3 separate regions of the Mus musculus genome follow, and all the other regions are linked to region 3. The links are chromatin contacts, called in public Hi-C maps. All regions are on one chromosome and are shown on one strand. The core of a region is the stretch at or near the end of the contact, and the rest is flanking DNA. Distances in the headings are between cores, read along the strand shown. Region 1 has its middle 75 kb from the start of Cpxm2. Region 2 has its middle 18 kb from the start of Gm35147. Region 3 has its middle 20 kb from the start of Chst15.

Evidence for each region. A called contact is a pair of places that touch in the nucleus more often than the background predicts.
Region 1: a contact with region 3 is called in a Hi-C map of the N1E-115 cell line, with 7 times the contacts expected there. The contact joins two enhancer-like sites. A contact is called at or near these places in 1 of 15 datasets of contacts at CTCF or cohesin (large pre-B cells), 13 of 484 Hi-C or Micro-C datasets (the HPC-7 cell line, the N1E-115 cell line, the NIH/3T3 cell line and 7 more), 1 of 115 datasets of contacts at active chromatin or transcription factors (heart atrium) and 1 of 9 other capture datasets (embryonic stem cells).
Region 2: a Hi-C map of the N1E-115 cell line shows a contact between it and region 3, with 1.9 times the contacts expected there. The contact joins two enhancer-like sites. A contact is called at or near these places in 5 of 484 Hi-C or Micro-C datasets (the C2C12 cell line, the N1E-115 cell line, embryonic fibroblasts and 2 more) and 1 of 9 other capture datasets (embryonic stem cells).

The regions. Positions count from the first base shown.
Region 1 is chr7:132,227,772-132,231,704 of GRCm38.p6, forward strand. No RefSeq gene overlaps it. Among named protein-coding and RNA genes, the nearest start is that of Cpxm2, 75 kb to the left of the region's middle. Within about 2 kb of position 1,325, at least 5 of the 459 cell types and tissues checked have an H3K27ac peak or open chromatin away from gene starts, as enhancers often do. A contact at or near this core is called in the N1E-115 cell line, where this site is marked.
Region 2 is chr7:132,445,745-132,449,962 of GRCm38.p6, forward strand. No RefSeq gene overlaps it. Among named protein-coding and RNA genes, the nearest start is that of Gm35147, 18 kb to the right of the region's middle. Within about 2 kb of position 2,942, at least 20 of the 459 cell types and tissues checked have an H3K27ac peak or open chromatin away from gene starts, as enhancers often do. A contact at or near this core is called in the N1E-115 cell line, where this site is marked.
Region 3 is chr7:132,334,989-132,339,046 of GRCm38.p6, forward strand. No RefSeq gene overlaps it. Among named protein-coding and RNA genes, the nearest start is that of Chst15, 20 kb to the left of the region's middle. Within about 2 kb of position 2,128, at least 32 of the 459 cell types and tissues checked have an H3K27ac peak or open chromatin away from gene starts, as enhancers often do. A contact at or near this core is called in the N1E-115 cell line, where this site is marked.

The DNA.
Region 1 (3,933 bases), core at 75-2,574, 110 kb before region 3:
AAGCTGCTACCCCAACTGATCTTGGCCCTCACTACCTGCCTGGGGCTCTACCTTTAGAACTACGTGGCCGCCCAGCCCAGCCTTGGTCCGCTGGCTCGCTGGCTCCACCTGCCTCTTTAGGAATCTTTTCACAGACTCTGATTTGAGAATCTGCAGTTAGGACCGTCTCTAGGCCAACAGACCTAAGCGCAAGGCCCCCCGCTCTGCCTCTCCTAGGCTCAGGACCTCAGCTTGATGACCCTCAAACTGGAACCAGAGCACAGACAGGACCTGCCCCAAAGGTTGAGGGGGAGTCCAGTGAGAAACTCACAGGTACCCTCTCAAGGGACCTGGTGCCTACCATGTGACAGTCAGTGGTAGCATGACTGTTCTCGCCCTGTCACCACAGATGCTCCACATCTGGACTTTCCAGTGTCAGGCTTTTTACCATGTCAGGAAACATCCCACCACGATGCTCAGGACGTTTTGGCTCTCCTGGTTTTAGGCCATTCTGCAAGATGCTCCAGTTGATTTTATAGCCTCCACAATTCAATTATATCTGTTCCCAAGCCTCTTTATGCCAGTTGTTTTGGACATTATAAAAATGCTATTTAATGCTGGGCAGTGGTGGCACATGCCTTTAATCCCAGCACTTAGGAGGCAGAGGCAGGCAGATTTCCAAGTTCGAGGCCAGCCTGCTCTGCAGAGTGAGTTCCAGACTCACTCAGAGAAACTCTGTCTCGAAAAACAAAACAAAACAAAAATGCTATTTAATTAAATATTAGATAAATCAGCAGTTTTCCAAACTGGCTAGTCGCAGGAGCCTTTACAGTCTTAATTACAGTCTAACATTACTTAAGAGCACAGAATCAGCAGCAGATCTTTATGTGTCACCCTTTCTGTCTCTCTTTCTCTGTCTGCCCCCCCCCACACACACACATGAAAATAGGAAAAGAAAAAGAAAAGTGGGGAGTGATTGAGAAAGAAGCAGAAGTCAACCTTTGGGCCTCCACAGGCGTGTACATATGTGCACACATGACAGGCATGTACATATGTGAACACATGACAGGCATGTACATATGTGCACACATGACAGGCGAGTACATATGTGCACACATGACAGGCGAGTACATATGTGCACACATGACAGGCATGTACATATGTGCACACATGACAGGCGAGTACATATGTGCACACATGACAGGCATGTACATATGTGCACACATGACAGGCGAGTACATATGTGCACACAAGCCTAACTCATTTGGGCACAAAATATACAAGTGCAGAGTTGAACTGCTTGCTGGAGACAAGGCCTACAGCTTCAGAAAGACACCCACACGTGAGAGGAAGCATCACCATCACCACGAATAACAAGTGTGCCTGCTCCCAGTGGCTTTTCAAACACTCCCTAGTTCCCACGCCCCGTGAGAAAAAAGAAAGAAAGAAAAGAACACCCCACACCCATACCCCCACACTCCACACACACCCCTACACTCCACATGGACTGACCTCCAGGTCCCCTGTATGGAGTCACACAAAGGAGGTCAGTCCATGTGTTCTTGAGTCCAGCCATTCTTGGAGACCCTGAGCCCTTCTACCTCCTGCCAGGTCCCTTCCCTAGCTGTTCTCCCTGCCCTCCCCACCCTCTGCTTCCAGATCTTATCAGTCTCCAGGGCTCTGCTTAGCATCTCCTCCCAGGACTGACTGGTAGCTCTGGCCATCTACAGCCCCTGCCAGTGGTCTGAGCTCTCCAAAGATCTCTCTGACGGTTTCTAAGGCCATCCCTGACCCCAGGGGAATCCCAAGGCCATGCCTCTTTGGTTTATAGCTTGAGGGCACCATTTTGCATTTCTTTGCTCTAAGGTTTGCTGAGTCTAGGCTCCGAGGACATGCCTATGGACAGAAAGACCTTCTGCCTAAAGTAGTTGATGGTTCTGCTGAGTGGAAGGACCATAAACCAAGCAGGATACAGATGACAGATTTCAGGCTACGCTTATGTGATAAGTGCCCTTAACATAACCAAGTGATCAAGGCTGGGAAATAGACATACATAAACACAAACACACATGCACACACACACACAAACACACATGCATGCACACACATAAAACACACATAAACACAAACACACATGCACACACACACTAACACATAAATACAAACATACACACAAACACACATGCACACACTCACACACAAATACATATGCACACACACATACTTACACATAAATATACATGCATACACACACACACACTCACACACTTATGCATGCCAACCACCAGGTCTCAGGCCCAGAAGGCTGGTGAGGCAAGGAGGCCCGGAGCGCAGAGGGCAGCAGCTGGAGCTGAAATGAAGGTGAGGTGGAGAAGCTGAGGGTGAGGTGGAGAAGCTGAAGTCTGTCTGAAGGAGCAACTGGGTAAAGAGATGAGAAGGCCTTCCCACTCCATCCTGCGTGAGCTGAGGATGCCAGGACTCCAAAGAGAAGGGCAGCATCTGGCGTAGGGCAGGGGTGGACAGTAATGGGTCCAGGAGAGCCATGCAGGGCTGTGAAGCTGTAGTGAGAAAGCATGTCGAATGTTTTCTATCCCTCACTCGGGTTTGGTGAGGCGAGTTCAGAGGTCCCTTAGAAAGAGTTTGTCACTCACAGCTCCACCATGGAAATGGGCCACCCTACGCCATGACACCCAGGGTTTCCAGGAGAGAGAGGAGGGGGGTGTAAGAACCTTGACTGTTCTCAGGTAAGTAGGTGTCAAGTAAGTGTGTCATTGAGTAGTTTTAAATGGGGTGACGGGGTACAGGGCCTGCTTTAGTTGTCTGGTACCTACCAGCCCTAGAGGATGAGGGAGGTAGAGAGACCCCTTAAAGATCCATAAATGAGGGATTTCCTGGGCTTTGCCCTGATGTTCTTGCATATAAATGGCTCTCAGCCCAGCCCAGGAGCAAACTGAGAGAAAAGGATTGCTCTCCAGTGCTGGGGTTCAGAACACAGGAACACAGCGTGCTTGCTTGATAGGGCTTCCCTCTGGGGCTGGGTGACCTGTAGCCTAACAAAGCTGGACAGCCTCTCAGATAGATGGCAGGTGCCTTTTACAGACGCCATTTTTAGCTCAGGCTCTTAGCCCCACAGGCCTCTCAAACAGCTTCCTTCTTAAATGCTAACTCCCTGCTCATCATCCACCAGCCACAATGGTGACTGTGCCTCCTCTTCCTCCTGACAGTGAGCCCCAGTACACCAGGCTGCAGCCCTCCTGCCCCAACAGCCTTTCCACGGCTCCTAGGGCCTTCCCCGTGCTGATTAAATGTTATTATTCTTTGGGATCTTGGGTATTTGCTGTCCAATGGGATTTTAGAGCAAGACGGTGCCAGATGCCTGCTGAGGGTGGACAGGGCATGTGTAGTTGGCTCTCATGGAGGACAGGTTGGAGATTCAGCAGGAGCCCAGTGCCAGTGCAGACTCAGCAGGGCATACTGGGGCATCATCTTTACCCTACCTGGGGAAAACCAGATCACTGTTTCCAGCCATGCCATCAGGCTTGGTCTAGGGACTGAGCACACAGGGAGGTGACAAAGTACAGAGGGCAAGGAGGATGAGGAAGCCTCAGATGGAAGGTCTCTGTCTCCATCAGATCTCTTCATGGCTGCCAGAGTTCTGTGATACTTTAGATAAAGGACCAAGCTTTGTCCTCGGCAGCACCAGGCTCCATGCGGCTGAGGCTTGTTCTGCTCTCTCTCAAACCACACACACACACACACACACACACACACACACACACACACACACACACAGATGAACCACCTATGCTTCCTGACAATAGAAAGTACAGATGAATATGCACACGAACTACAGGCCAGCCTCGCCCCATTGCCTGGCCCAGTGCCTTGTGCAAAGTAGATGTTCAGAAAATATTTACTGAGAAAATGAAATGTTAGTTCTTTGAACAAGTTCTA
Region 2 (4,218 bases), core at 1,692-4,191, 110 kb after region 3:
CAAAGGCAGAAGGAAGAGAAAGTCACTGGGCCTGCCTTGGGCTTTCGAAACACTCAAAGCCCACCTCCAGTGACATACTCCCTCCAACAAGGCCATACCTCCTAATCCTTTTAAATAGTGCCACCAAGCATTCAAATCTATGAGCCTATAGGGCCCATTCTTATTCAAACTACATCATTAAGCAAACTTGAAGACTTGTTTTCAATCCCCATCACCCATATAAAAGCTGATATAATGATACACATTATAATCTCAGCACTGGGAAGGCAAAGACAGGTAGATCACTGGGGCTCATTGACCAGTCTGGCCTACTTGGTGAGTCTCTGGTCATAAAAGGCCATGTCTCAAAAAACAAAGTGAACACCTCATGAGGAAAGACACACAAGGATGACCTTTGACCTCTATACACAGTATTGAACATGTAATACCACACCCTAAACATACACACACCCCTGAAAGTACATGGTTAGACACACATACCAAATAATTTTGAAGAACAGAAACTGTGTAGGCTATTCCACAGACCATGAGACCCAACAAATACCAACCTAGAATGCTAAAAATCTGAATAGTGGAAATGAAGGAAGAAAGTGAGGGAGGGAAGAAGGAAGGAAGGAAGGAATGAAGGAAGGAAGGAAGGGAGGGAGGGAGGGAGGGAGGGAGGGAGGGAGGAAGGACAGACAGATGAGGATAGACAAATGATAGATAGATAGATAGATAGATAGATAGATAGATAGATAGATAGAAGATGATTTATAGATAATAACAATAGATATAAAACAGATTGATAAATAATGGGTAGATAGATGATAGACATAGATGAGATATGATTGATAGATAAATAGATATATAGATAATAGATTATAGATAAGTAGAAAGATTGATAGATAAGTATACACACATACTACTAGATAGACAGATACATACATACATACATACATACATACATGCACAAATAATCTATTTGAAAACTAAAATGTTCTTCTTCTACTGGGTTCAGGGAATAAGATGGTAAATACAGCAGAACATTACACTATGATATGTCACACACACTGTGTTCTGCCAAGACTGGATTAGCAGGCAAAGTTATAAGGAAAGACACTTTGGTTAGTAAGATACAAAGCAGTGCTTCTTCTTCTGGGACAGCAGCGTGAATAACTACAAGGGCTGCCAGTAACAAAGCAAAGCTAGCAGAACTGTCCTGGAAAACAAACCAACACTGAAAATCTCTGGGAACTACCTGAGTGGCGCACATCCAGGAAAGAAGCCAAGAAAGCCCATGAAACTGGGCACAGTGACACAACTCCTGAGCTCGGGAGGCAGGAGCAGGAGGCTTACAGCAGCACAAGCAGACTAATTCCAGACCAGCCAAGGGCTACCTAGTGAGATCCTGTCTCACAGGACGAAGAGGAGGAGGGCAGCTGTATATGTGACTCCAGATGACGCAGAAGCCACCATCCTGAGTGATGACATTCATGCCCAAGGCTACACCCTCAAGAATAATATATATAGATATCAAATAAAACAAACAAACAAACAAAACAGTCTCTGGTATGTGCACAGCTTTGCACACACTAAAAATCCTGGAATTAATGTACCCTGGAATAAATATAGATGTGAGTCCAGAGGCTACATAATGAGATTCTGGCCAAGTATCTCAATGAGGCTGATGATAGAAATAATAACACTGAAATAAATGACCTACATATTTTTTGCAACATTATTTTAGAGACAATAAAAACAAAAACTAAGTAACCTGGACAACAGAAAACAGAGGACTCTTCAGCTCCTACGGATCCTGTATCTCTTTGAGAAGGTTCAGATTTCTAGAAAATGCTGGCTAAGGATTGCTCCGAAGCCTTCCTCTAAACACTTCGTCTGAATAGACTGCCCTTCCTTTCAGTTGGTGAATACTCCCAGGAGAGCATCCATCCTTAAGCGCCTTGCTGAGTCTATGCCCTGAGTCACTGCTGTCTGACATCACAGGATACTGTGGTGGCTCTGGTGTTTGTGGCACACTCGGAACTTGCTCAGCTCCCTGCATAGTGACAAGGCAGCACTCAGCTGGGAAGACACTGCAGCTCCCCAGATCCTTCTGACCGGCCATCACTCACCCCATTGTGAACAGAGGAACACTCAGACCTGCTAAGCAATGTCATTTACTACTCTCCTGCACACAGGAGACTTGACCTCTCTAGCCCTCAACCTCTCCCCGAAGTACACACACACTGGATCTGGAATCAACTAAGAGACACTCCAGAAAATAACTTCCTTGGTCAGATTGTTTTGAGTGGGGAGACCTAGCCTACATGTGATACCCAGAGGCTAGAGGGGATGGAAGAAGGAAGAATTTTGCCTGCTTTCATTTACTCTTGCTGACAAGTTCACCTACATTGCCGCTGCTACATTCCTTCACTGAAATTAGGACTCAACTTTGGGCTTCACCATGAACCAAAGGCCATTGGTTCTTTAGGGTCTTCTGGGACTTCAGTGCCAGAGCAGAGCTGCTAAGGAATCCAGCTAATGGATGGAGAAACTACCAGTGTTTCAGTCTCTCTGGTTGAGACAGCCATTGTTGGACTGCCCAGACATTGTCATGTAAGCTAATGTGTACATTAATTCTACTGGTTCCGCCCCTCTAGAGAATCCTCACTAACAAACATGAGTCTGCCCTACATGAGCATGCTTGACACCTTCCTTCTCAGCTGTCCTCTGATCGCCCCTTGCTCCACTACTGTTGTTCCAGACATGCAGACTTCCATGCTTGGGGGGAGCCTTGGCCAGGAGGAACCCCAGGATTTCCAAACTACTTACAAAATAAACTGAAGTTGAACACAAGGTGAATGACCCAGAAAGTAATGACATCTGCCAACCAGAGCGGACAAGGGCCACGAGGACCCTGCCTCTTTGATCTGCTCTCTGGGAAGCAGGACCCAGAAGCTGGGCCAGCAGACAGTGATGGATCCCAGATCTGCCTTGATGGAATGCAGATGGCCACTAGTGTTTATAGCCCAGCGGCCAGGAATCTTCTTTGAAAGCCAAACTCTGGACCATTTCTCTCTGTCTGCTTTAATTTCTAATACAAATATTTTGAGATAGAATCATTAATCCTATTTGTCTAGTTGGGGCTAGGGTTAATGGAATAATCCCATGTTCTGGCTAAGACAAGCAAATGGTCTCACTCATTCCTCCCTGTGCCATGCCTGGGTCTCCTGGGACCAGAATAATAGACCATTTAGCCAGCATTAGGTCTAGTGGTACTCACTACACTGAGTACTAATGGTACTCAGGGGCCTTTAGGAACCAACAAGAAGCCACCTCTACTACAGAGACAGGTGAATACAAGCAGGTGACAGGAGCAAGGTACACACTATTTAGAGAAGACCCCAGGTCCGTAGAGGGGTAATCCCCACAGCGTATCCCCTTTTCTTAGATTCCTTCCTCAGGCTGAAAGGATGGTTTCTTGGTACACTGCAGAACCCAACACCTACCCTTCTGCAAGGCTGGGGCAACAGGATTCCTCCAGGATCACAGAGAAGCTATTTCCTGAAGAGGAGGGCCTCCATAGGGCATGAGTTTCTCACTTCTGATGTCCTCTGGACCACATCACTCCCTCCTCTGACCTCTGGATGGGTTGAATCATATCCTACCAAAATAAGTTGATGTTTCAACTCCTGGAAGCTTCCTAGGTGTCTTCATGTAACAGGAATTACATGTCACTCTACAGCCTGGCCTCAGCCTTGTAGCCTCCTGAACTCCTGTTATATGAAGACACCTAGTGTGCGGTGCTCTATCCTAACTGTATTGGGAAGCTAATATGAGTCCTAAACTCTGAACCCATACAACCCATCCCTCCTCTATCACTACCCACAGGGCAGAGAGATGGCTGAGCCCATGAACCCAAGCTATAGGAGAAGGCTGGTTTCCAGGTAACCATGTAAAAGCACAAAGGTCTTAGCATAGCAAGGCTCAGGTTATGTAGGACAAGAGAAGGAGAAAGACAAGGCAGGATCCTAACTTGAGAAGGAGTGGGACAGGCTAGAAACGGGTGTTGTGGGAGATGCTGAGGTGTAACCAGCTGTGATACTGATAGACTGGGACCAGACCTCCATTGTGGCTTCTTTCAGCTTCCCAGGAAACCCTTGACACTCTACTAGCCCGAAGAAAGGAAAAGGTCCCAGACACACCTATTTCTAATATTAACATACAGAGAGCCTC
Region 3 (4,058 bases), core at 878-3,377:
CAAGGTGCATAAACACAGACATCTCTCCACATCCTCTAGCTCTTAATATGAGAGGACTCAAATACAGATTGAAAATATTTGAAAAGTACTGCATTTGTATTGAAACATGTGCAGACATTTCTTCTTGTCATCGTTCCCTAAACAATACAACATAAGTATTCACGTAACACTTACAGTATACTGGGCACTATAAGTAATGATTTGAATGATTTCAGATGTAGGGAAGGATATACATAGGTCATATGCTAGTAGTATAATGGAGCTGATGTAGAATGGGGTCTTAGAGACAATTCCTGGTGGATATCAAAGTATATTATAAAGTATGTCATGCTAAGACCAAGTCAATGAGGGGGACAATTAATCAGAGAATAGTAAATTGAAACAATGAGACCACAAAGATTGACAGGAGCGCACAGACAGAGTCCTCAAGAAGTGTAGCTCTGACAGGAAGCAGATGAGCAGAGTGTGGACGGAGCGGAAATGGAATCATAAGATGAGTTTTGGCCTATGAGGGGAAAGTACAGCCTGTTTGAATAGCTTTGGGTATCTGTTAACCCACAAAGGAAGAAAGCTTCAGTTCAGAGGAAGTCAAAAACTGCTAGAAGAAGATCTAGAAGTCAGTGAGAGAAGGTGGGATCTGGCATCACAGATTAGGTCTCATCGAGCTGCAGGGACCTGTCCACAGTGAGAGGAGAGATTGTGGGGGGAGGGGCAATAAGGGAGGGTGTGGGGCAATCTTAGGTGGCTTTGTGTTTTCACTGAAGTGGGTACAAGGAAATGGGATGGAAGTATTTGTAAAGACCAGAGAATAGGAGTGTGACCGAATTGTGGGACCATAGTCCAAAGCTCAAGGAGAAGCCATACAGTGCAGGCCTCCTCACAGGCCCAATAGATTACTGAATGCAAGAAACCAATAGGTGGGGAGGGAGGTTCAGATACCAGCTACAGCTTTGATTGAGGTAAATCTGCACTCAAGCATCTCACTTAAGAATCCCCATCTGTTATGAGGCCATGATTCATTTTTTTATTTACAAAGCATACCTGGGGCAGGGGGGGGGGGGAGTCCACCCAACAAACCCATTTTACAGATAGGATAAAAAAAAGACTCAATAAGGAGGAAGGCTTTCTTAGTAGACATATCTACAGCATGGTGAAGGGACCACTCCTGCAATTTCAAGCTATCAGTCCAGGCTCCCATCTTAGTTTTCTGTTTTACTACAGATGGTTTATGAGCCACCTGCCACGGGTGCTGAGAACTGACTCAGACTCTAAGAGCAGAATGTACATGCTCTCTACCACTGTGCATTCTTCCCAGCCCCCACCCTTGTTCTAGACGTTCTCACTAAGAGTCTCATTCATCCTCCCCAACTTTCAAGTGGAGCTGATGAATTAGCAGGGTTCAGCAATCTGACCCTTATCCTGACTGATCTGGAGACTTTCCGGAGGATGGAGAGAGCTTGCTCCTCAGGGTGGGCATCATGACCCCTTCCTTCCCACTGTCCTCCTCGTTCCTCCTCGTGCCCGAACTGTCTCCATGTGCAGCTGGGATCAGGCTGCTATTATCCCTGGGTTCCTAACTTGAAAAGTGGAACATCCCTCAAGCAGGCTTTTTTCTTTCTTTCTTTTTTTCTTTCTCTCTCTTTCCAGTGGGAACCCAGCTTGCATTTATAATTTGATCACCATTAGCACACCACTTTCAGAGCACTTTGGGGATTTTAAAGTGACTGCTCTAATTGCCCCCGGATCAGCCCCCTGAATACTTTTTTAAATGCTAATAGTCATATGTTCCACCGAGAATTTGAAAAAGAAAATGAAATCGTACTTTTATAAAAATTACTCACTGCTACCCTAAAAACACATTCCATTTGAGATTTCCTTTCAGTTCTGAAGACAAGGCTGAGAGGGCGTGGGAGTAGGCTGAGCCAGACCTGCTGCAGGAGAACACCACAGAGGCACGGTTTCCTAGGTGGCATGGGCTCCTGAGCAGCCCATTCAGGCTCCCCTTCAGATAACAGACTTGGCTCTGATCCACCCTTGATAAAATCAGCCCTTCAGTAAAGCTGCTTCAGGGGGCCTCTGTGGCTGGGGATACAGAAGGCAGATCTATTTTCCTCCATATCCCTCCCAGTCACTTTCATAAACAGCCCCAAGACACCACCAGCCCAGGAGGCTAAGGCTCCTTCCCACCTCAGCGCTTGGCTGGCAGAGACTGAAGCTGAGAGGAAGCCAGAAGCTGCCACTGTGCCCCAGTCCCTTCTGGGGCCAAGGCCATGTATTTGATAATTCAGCCCCTCCTTGGATGACTTAGTGGGAAGCTGAGCTGAGGAGGCTCTCAGTTTGGAGACAAGTCCATCTCTAAGCCAACATTCTGAAGCTCCCGGGCCAGATCCACTTTAATGAAGGGTGCGCGGACTAGACGGAGAACCGGCGTGAGGTGGCTCTTGCAGGGACCACTCCCACCCTGTCTCAGTAGCCCAGCTGTGACCCAAGCTGGGATTCCATCTCTCTGTATCCTTTTAATTTTCCATCAGCCACCACCCGACAATGGCCTGCCAGCAGGCACCCTGAGGGGTGACACAGAGCAGCTGGACTGTATTATTAAGATCAGAAGTTGGAAAATGATAACTCTCCCCTGGCCATTTTGTAAAAGAAGTAATTATGCAAGGAAACAGACTGTGAGAGCCAGCAGCACCTCACCCACCAGCTTTGCTTGATGAAGGGAGGCAAGGGAAGGGGGGGGGTAGGCAAGAGCTGGACAAGCCACTCTCCAGACCTAGAAGGAAGGTCCCTAGGCTGAGCTGATTTTGCACGCAAATGCTGGACCATCGCCTCTCCAGACTCGGAGGGCGGCCCCCAGGCAGGGCTGATTTTGCAGTTTAGTTCAGCCAGCTGACCCTGGGCAGGGATCACTTATTGGAAGCCCCTTTCTAGAATCCGGAGCAGGTGTTCTTCTTCCTCACTAAAAAGTGCCTCCCTGCCCAGCCCCAGAGGAGACTTGTCTTGGTCCTGGCTTCTCCCTGTACTCAGCTACAGTGCAGTGGGAACTAAGGATTTTGTTGTTTTTCTGTGCATCCAGGTATGGTGAGGTGGAGTTTTTTGTTTTGTTTTGTTTTGTTTTGTTCCCAAAGTCAGCCTGGTTTGGTGACGCAGTCACTGCAGAAGAGAGTTCAAACTTTTACCTTTTCTCCCAAGTTGTAGCATTAATCCTATTAGACCCTATCTCTTTCATAGCCAGCACCAGGGTAGAGTGGAGCCCAGGTCTGAGATGACACAGAGGGAGGGGCTACCTACATGCCATAGTCCCCATGCCCATAGCCAGCTCCAACAAAAATGAGGAATACCTGCTCCCCACCAAATGCTACAGACGTCTCTTTCTACTCCTTCATTGCTCTCCCTCATAGGTACAATGATGAATATTCAGCGATTATGGGCCGAAGCTGTGGCAAAGGGCCTGGAAGAGAGGCGTAGGCTTGCTCCCTCCTGGAACCACCAGAGAATCAGTACAGAAAGCTGCCCTCTCGTCCTTGATGAACACTGGCCATCCTGTGGCCATTTCCTCCCCATAAACACCCAGCTTCAAACACGTTTTGCTGGAACAATAAGAGGAAATGAGAGGGAACTGGGAACTCAGCCTGAATCCTGCTGAATGGCTCAGAAGCCTATGTTGTTTAGGATGCTGGTGGTGTGAAGCAGAGAGAAGGCAGAGAGTCAGCTTGACAATGAAGGACAGCAGGAAATGATCCTCTCTCTCTCTCTCTCTCTCTCTCTCTCTCTCGCTCTCTCACTCTCTCACTCTGTGTGTGTGTGTGTCTTTTTGTGACTTTCATGAGTTTTCCAGCAAACTTAGTCAATGTCTTTGGCTTTGCAGATGCAGTGTCTTATCACAACTCTGCATATCAATGAGCCGACATACCAAGGAGTAGACATGGCTTCATTCTGAGGAATGAGCTGCAGGTAGCACTCAGATTTTGCTTGTTTGCAGCACCTCTGAAGGTCTGGTGTCACATGATATGATTCTTCCTTCTGTAGCTGATTGGACAAGAGTGACAGACTCCAAG